Regions from separate parts of the Hordeum vulgare genome. Here region 1 is linked to region 2. Evidence: chromatin contacts called from public Hi-C data. All regions are on one chromosome and are shown on one strand. The core of a region is the stretch at or near the end of the contact, and the rest is flanking DNA. Distances in the headings are between cores, read along the strand shown.

The links. Hi-C and Micro-C count contacts between places; a contact is called where the count stands out from the background.
Region 1: a contact with region 2 is called in a Hi-C map of leaf, with 4 times the contacts expected there. The contact joins the promoter of LOC123401161 here to the promoter of LOC123403078 in region 2. A contact is called at or near these places in 2 of 6 Hi-C or Micro-C datasets (leaf and seedling).

The regions. Positions count from the first base shown.
Region 1 is chr6H:345,876,801-345,880,108 of MorexV3_pseudomolecules_assembly, forward strand. It overlaps LOC123401161, which reads right to left and starts at 1,929. Exons shown (of 4, transcript XM_045094891.1): 1 at 1,485-1,929; 2 at 1,198-1,380; 3 at 315-644; 4 at 1-209. The coding sequence starts at 1,628. The coding sequence ends at 24. It overlaps LOC123403653 (B-box zinc finger protein 25-like), which reads right to left. Exons shown (of 2, transcript XM_045097569.1): 1 at 3,160-3,308; 2 at 2,605-3,045. The coding sequence ends at 2,788.
Region 2 is chr6H:345,748,228-345,751,386 of MorexV3_pseudomolecules_assembly, forward strand. LOC123403078 (glycine-rich RNA-binding protein-like) reads left to right here and starts at 1,895. Exons shown (of 2, transcript XM_045097051.1): 1 at 1,895-2,077; 2 at 2,164-2,838. The coding sequence starts at 1,961. The coding sequence ends at 2,535.

The DNA.
Region 1 (3,308 bases), core at 679-3,178, 130 kb after region 2:
TAAACAAGAACAAGGAGACTTAATTAGGGCTTATATGAGATACGAGACTGAACCTTGGTGATCAGCTCCGCCTTAGAGTCTTCCCACTCCTTCAAGTAGCCTCTAATTCGCTCGTTCCGGACAATAGCACCTGATACAGGCTCGCCGGTCAGAGGACAGACAAGTCCTTTCTTCTCAAACCAATCCTTGAGGAACTGTTGGTCAAACGTCTAAAACAAATTCAAACATACCCATCGTTAGTTCACTATACTTAAAATCAAGAGTTGTATATATTGTATGCAGCTAAAAAATTTAGTGAGCACTAAGATAATTACCTTCCCCGTGGCAATTGTCACCGGGTCAATCATAACTTGGCCACACAGTGGACAGGTAAGATATTCTGGAATATCAGAATCCCTGGTACGCTGCTCTGCAAGCTTCCTATCCCTCAGGTTATCCATTGCAAGCATGAATAGGGGAGTAGGCCTGCGCCCGCCCGCTTGCTGACTATCACGCAGCCCTCTGAAATGATTACGTGCGGCAAACTTCTCTTGCTGACGCAACCCTCGCAATTTTCTCACAACTCTTACATCACTCCATTCTCTTTTTGGGGTCAAATGAGAACCATCTCCGCAGAATTCAAAGTATAAAGGGCACGGAGTTCCCTACATGGGTTTTGATCAAACAGATACGATTCCTTAGTAAGTTGGATTACAAGTTTATAAGCTACCAACTTCTCTTAAGCAAAGAATTCAAGATAGACATAGGGAATGATACTAAATGAAAACAAAACACCAGATAATGCAAGTTTGAGTCACTGAGATTGATGAAATTTGAACCCAATAAATTCAATTCCAGAATACAAATAAATTGTAGGATCTTATTAACAGAGGTCAATAGATGGTTTGTCTTTTAAGGATAGTAGATGAAAAGGGTGCCTCTGTTAACACATTAGATCATACTACCAGCCCTGTAGACCTAAACATAATTCCAGTGTGCACTATTTGTAAGTTGTAAGGTGAGGCAATAACCCATTCAGATAACTGGTTCACGTGAAATCACCATAGGTATAAATTAACAATTTGCAGGTATTACTAATGTGAACAAATATCATTTATGGCACAGAATCATATATAGGAATTGCCATGTTATTAATAACAAAAAATCAGTAACACAGCAAAAAGAAGCAGATATAGGGTGCTGCAGTTTATAGCTCACCAAAGGTCCAGCAACCTCCTCCATCTTCTCTTTGTCATATAGCTGCTCCACCAAAGCAAGAGCAAACTCGATTGCTGTTCCTGGACCCTGGCTGGTCACCACATTTCTATCCACCACCACCCTGGAGTTCACAAGGATCACTTCAGAAGTGAACTTCTCCATGAATGACGGGTAGCAAGTCGCCTGAGGTAACAAAGCACGACAGCAATTTGTGAATACAATTCATCTTTCCACCAAGACCACCCTACGACAGTCAATTGATCATAAAACGCTCACGAATTATTCACCTTTAAACCTTTGAGCATGCCCCAATGGGCCAACGTCACCGCGGGCACAGCGCAAATGGCGCCATAGAGTTCCCCCTTCTCTGCATACATCTTGACCATCTTCTCGAGCACTTTACAGTCTCTGAGATTAGTTGATCCCGGCATCCCGCCCTACACCGAATTAAGCAGCAATACCAAATGATCAGGCCATGTGTGTCAACATCTTTGAGGTTGCAGCGAGCGCGAACGCCAATGGAACAGTTAGGCAGGCATAGTAGGCGGTTGTTGATTGATTCAGGGAAAAGAAAAAGGCTGATTTGGTCGAAGCCTTGATTGTGGTCGGAGAGGGGAGTGGTGGACGCCCCGGCAGTGCGATGAGGTCGAAGGCCTCGCCTTCGAGGTCGGCGACGCGGGCGTCGGCGACGAGCTTGACCCCGTAGGCGGCCTACACGAGGAGGCCCTCGTCCCCGGCCGGCGCCCGCGGGTGCGCGAGGCGAGCGGGGGCGGGGCCGAACGGGCGGCGGCGCCGTGTGCGCGAGGCGAGCGAGGGCGGGGCCGAGCGGGCGGCGGCACGGGGTGCGCGAGGCGAGCGGGGCCGAACGGGCGGCGGCGCCGTGTGCGCGAGGCGAGCGAGGGCGGGGCCGAGCGGGCGGCGGCACGGGGTGCGCGAGGCGAGCGGGGCCGAACGGGCGGCGGCGCCGTGTGCGCGAGGCGGGCGGGGGCGGGGCCGAGCGGGCGGCGGCGCCGGGTGCGCGAGGCGAGCGGGGGCGGGGCAGAGCGGGCGGCAGCGCCGGGTGCGCGAGGCGAGCGGGGGCGGGGCAGAGCGGGCGGTTCCAGAACATGGACGTGGGGGTGGGTTTCGTGAGCGATCGAATTAGAGTGATCGGTTTCGTTAACGAAAGATTAGTTTCGTTAATGACGTTTTTAACCCTTGATAATATATCCGACGGTCCTGGATCTGCCCTCTCGTGCTTTTAATCTCGTGCTTTTAATAGTACAGATAAATTTTTATAAAAATTTCGTTAACAAGGGAATTTATATTTTTTAAAATATTTTTATATATATTCATCAGTCTTTCTTAAAAAAGACGGAACGGAGGGAGTGGTCAAAAAGTTGAGTGGAGCATCACAAGCGTGTAGTATTTCACAAAGCTCAGATCTTCGGATGATTATTATATGTCACAGTTGAGTTCAGCGATGCTACGTTAAGATGCACAGGGCACAGTTCGACAGAACACTAGCTTTTGTACACAGCTCCTCTCTGTATACAACAACACTGCAAAATCACACGAGGAAGTACCAGAACCTAAACCTAGGAGTATCGCTTAGCCAAGATCAGGTACGATAAAGAAGTCCTCGTCATCGGCGATCTCGACGCGGGCCTTCTTGCTCTGGCGCACGCCGGCGGTGGCGGCGACTCTGCTCTGCCTGTAGTAGGCCGCGTCGTCTGCCGCCTGCGAGGCAAAGAACTCGGGTACCTCCATGGCCGCCCTGCCGCCCTTGGGCGCGTGGTCGTGGAAGAGCTCCATGTCGGCGGTGAACCACTCCAGCTCCTTGAAGCCGAGAGTCGAGTCCTTGTGCAGCTGCAAATTAACACGAGTATAACATGAGAACAAGGTCGAGACGGAGCCCTAAACAAGGCAAGCACAGACAGGAGCACCGAGATCATCGTATCGGCGGTGGGGTTGGATTGTTACCTTGTCGCTGGACTCGTAGTCCGAGAACTGCAGGAGCTCGTCCACGGCCCAGTCCTGCGGCAGGAACTGCGGCGGCGAGGGAACCTGCTGAGCGCTGGCGGCGGGCTGGGCCGGCGGCTGGTGGTCGCAGGCGACCTTTGGCGGGGCGT
Region 2 (3,159 bases), core at 645-3,144:
AACGAAGGGCAGAAGGAGGAAGAGTGGGCAAGCCCGTGTGGCGGTGCAAATCAGTAAGTCGGCCCACATAACACTCTCTTTCATTTTTCCTTTTTACAGAAAATAGGATAGGGGTTGTTTACAAATTATGTGAGCGTTCAAATCATTATTTTAAATGTGGTATCTGGAAGATCCATAAATATAATCAGGGTTCTAGGATATGTGTTGGTATTTGTCTCGCAAATAAATTTCAGAAAGGGCACAATGCTGATTTGAAGTAGGGCTAGGTGTTAGGCTTGTCTAAAGTAGTGCAATAATTTGTGGGGCTCCAAATATTGTGAAAGATCATGTTCAAAGTTTGGGCCTCTATCAAAATGTACAATATAAAAAAGGAACATGGTGTTAGTAAAGCCCTAATAATGAAATGACAAAATAATTTAGGGTTTTGGGTGTTTAATGTTTTTGTTGTGTAACTCAGATTAATGTATTGGAATGAGCTTAATGCAGTGGAATGATGACATGGTATATTGATGATGCCAAATAAAATGACAAACATTATTTTAGGTCGGGACTTACTTGCTATTACAACTAGGTTGGGTTAAGATTAGACAGGTGACGATGATTTTGGTCGATCACCTTCCTAGCGGACGGGCAACTGTCTACGAGATTCTTGGTGTGAGTTGGCTCAACTTTAGTCATCATCTTGGCCATAGCTTATGGTTGGATGGAGAAGGGAGCACAAATATGGACGGGGTGGTGGTGGTGTGTGATAGAAGTTGGCGTGTTCAATGTGATCCTGTTGTCGCTCTCCATGACACTATTTCTAGCTATCATCAACTATGATGGTACCCTCCCCCACTACTCTACCTTCAACATCAAAGTGAAGTCCCCTCCAACATATCAATCTTGCTTCCTTCTAGGAATTAGTAAAGTAAAAAATGTCTTTACATCCCTTTATGTATTTAAGAGGCTCCATGTTTCCCTTCTCTCCAATCCCCAAGTTGGCTCTTCAGAATATCGAGCACATCAAAATTCATGCTATCTTCCATGGCGATTATTATCTCGGTGTCGCTGAAGGCAATATCATCAACTACATTACAACTTTTTGTGTCAATTTACATGCATCAACTTGGGAACAACAGACATGAGAAACTCTTTGAGCCCATTGACATTTTGCTTTCCGTGATAGCGAACCCTCCTTGAGCTTTCCATGGGTTTCATGGGTAGTTTGAATGTGGCTTCACAATATTATCTGCTTTCAGAGGGCGTTATTTCTCAATCTACACTCATAGTCATGCAGTGAAGGTCTATGCATCCCCATGGCATGCTTGCACCAGATGGTTCTTAGCATTGATTTAAAAATAGCAGCACAATAGCCAGCGAACTTTCCCTGGATGACTTGGTATTTGTGAATGTTTTTATGGCAAATTCATCGAAAACATATGACGATTTTTTCGAAGACGGGTGCCAATTACTTCCGGCAGACAAGGGATTTACCGTAAAAATTGCAATGTTCGCTTGAAAGGATTGTTACCCGAACATAAATTGCCGCGAAAAATGTTCGTTTGCCCTGGTCCCCCAGGGAACGTTCTCTGAATGACATTACTGTAAGGAAAAGAGCGGAACTCCAATTTTACTGTATGTTTGTAAATTTGTGACACCGTTTATCCGTTTAAAAATCCTGCCCATTCTACGTAGACTATATTCTTCACTCTGTATCCGAGGTGGATATGTCTCGGTTTCGATCGATCAGATCATTGCAGTGTCGACACCATGGTTCAGTTTGCTATACGCATGTCGTCACTATGTTGGTATACTGCCATGCTCGGTGTGAGTTGGACGCGATCCGGACGGCGCGTCAACGTCGCTATAAAGCTCGGCCGCGGCGCCCTCCTCTCATTGCTCTCGCAGAGTGTGGTGGGTTGTCTTCTTCTCTCCCTCCGGTACGCGCGCGCTTGGTTCGTGTGAGGTTCCCGTGGGAATGGCAGAGTCGGACGGCGCCGAGTACCGCTGCTTCGTCGGCAGCCTGTCCTGGAACACCGACGACCGCGGCCTCGAGGCTGCTTTTAGCTCCTTCGGAGAGATCCTCGACGCCAAGGTCCGCCGCACACCCATCCTTCTCACTCTTCTCGATATTGTTTGCTGCTTTCAGTTTTCTGACTCGACCATGCATGGCGCGTGCAGATCATCAACGATCGCGAGACTGGGAGGTCCCGCGGCTTCGGCTTCGTCAGCTTCTCCAACGAGCAGGCGATGCAGGACGCCATCGAGGGGATGAACGGTAAGGAGCTCGACGGCCGCAGCATCGTCGTCAACGAGGCCCAGTCTCGCGGGTACGGCGGCGGGGGTGGCGGCAGGTACGGCGGCGGCGGCGGCGGAGGTGGTGGCAGGTACGGAGGTGGTGGTGCGTATGGCCAGCGCCGCGACGATGGCTATGGGGATGACGGCTACGGCGGTGGCCGGGGTTACGGAGGCGGTCGCTATGGCGGTGGCAGGGGGTACGGTGGGCGGCGTGACGGCGGCTACGGCCGCGGAGGCAACTCCGACGGATACTGAAGGAACTGAGGGAACGGCCCCACACGGCTAGTCATCTTGCGAGTTCGTCGTCGTGATCCCGAGTTATCTTGTCTCTTGTGTTCTGTGGTTTCTCGTTTGTGTTTTTGATCGCAAGCTCGTCGGTAGTTAGCTAGTATTATGGTAAAATTAGTTAGCTGTCCCGGTGAAGAAAATCGATCAAGCAGTGGAGTCACTATCGTGCTATCTTGTTTGTATTTTTTTTTTTTTTGCGATGAACTATCGTGTTATCTTGTTATTGACGCAATCCCATTGTAGGGATGTTATACCAATCTTTTTTCCATCTCGGCTTTTCCAAATTTTAACTATGTGTTGAAATTTCAGAGCATCTCTAACAGATCCGGTAATGCAAAATCATTTTGGGCATCCATCTAAAACGATTTTACATGAGCGTGAAGGTTCCGATAGAAAAGATCCGGTAAAGTTTGTACCGTAAAATTAAAAACATGTTTGCGCTACAAATAGTTCATCACACAATCATACTTCGTACGTAGGAAATACAAAGTTCATACAATTAAACCTAGATCGAAAGACTCACTCATCGACACCGAGGTAGAACTTCTCCACAGACTTGCAGCGCGTGTCGGCAAGGGCATGCTCGTCCTT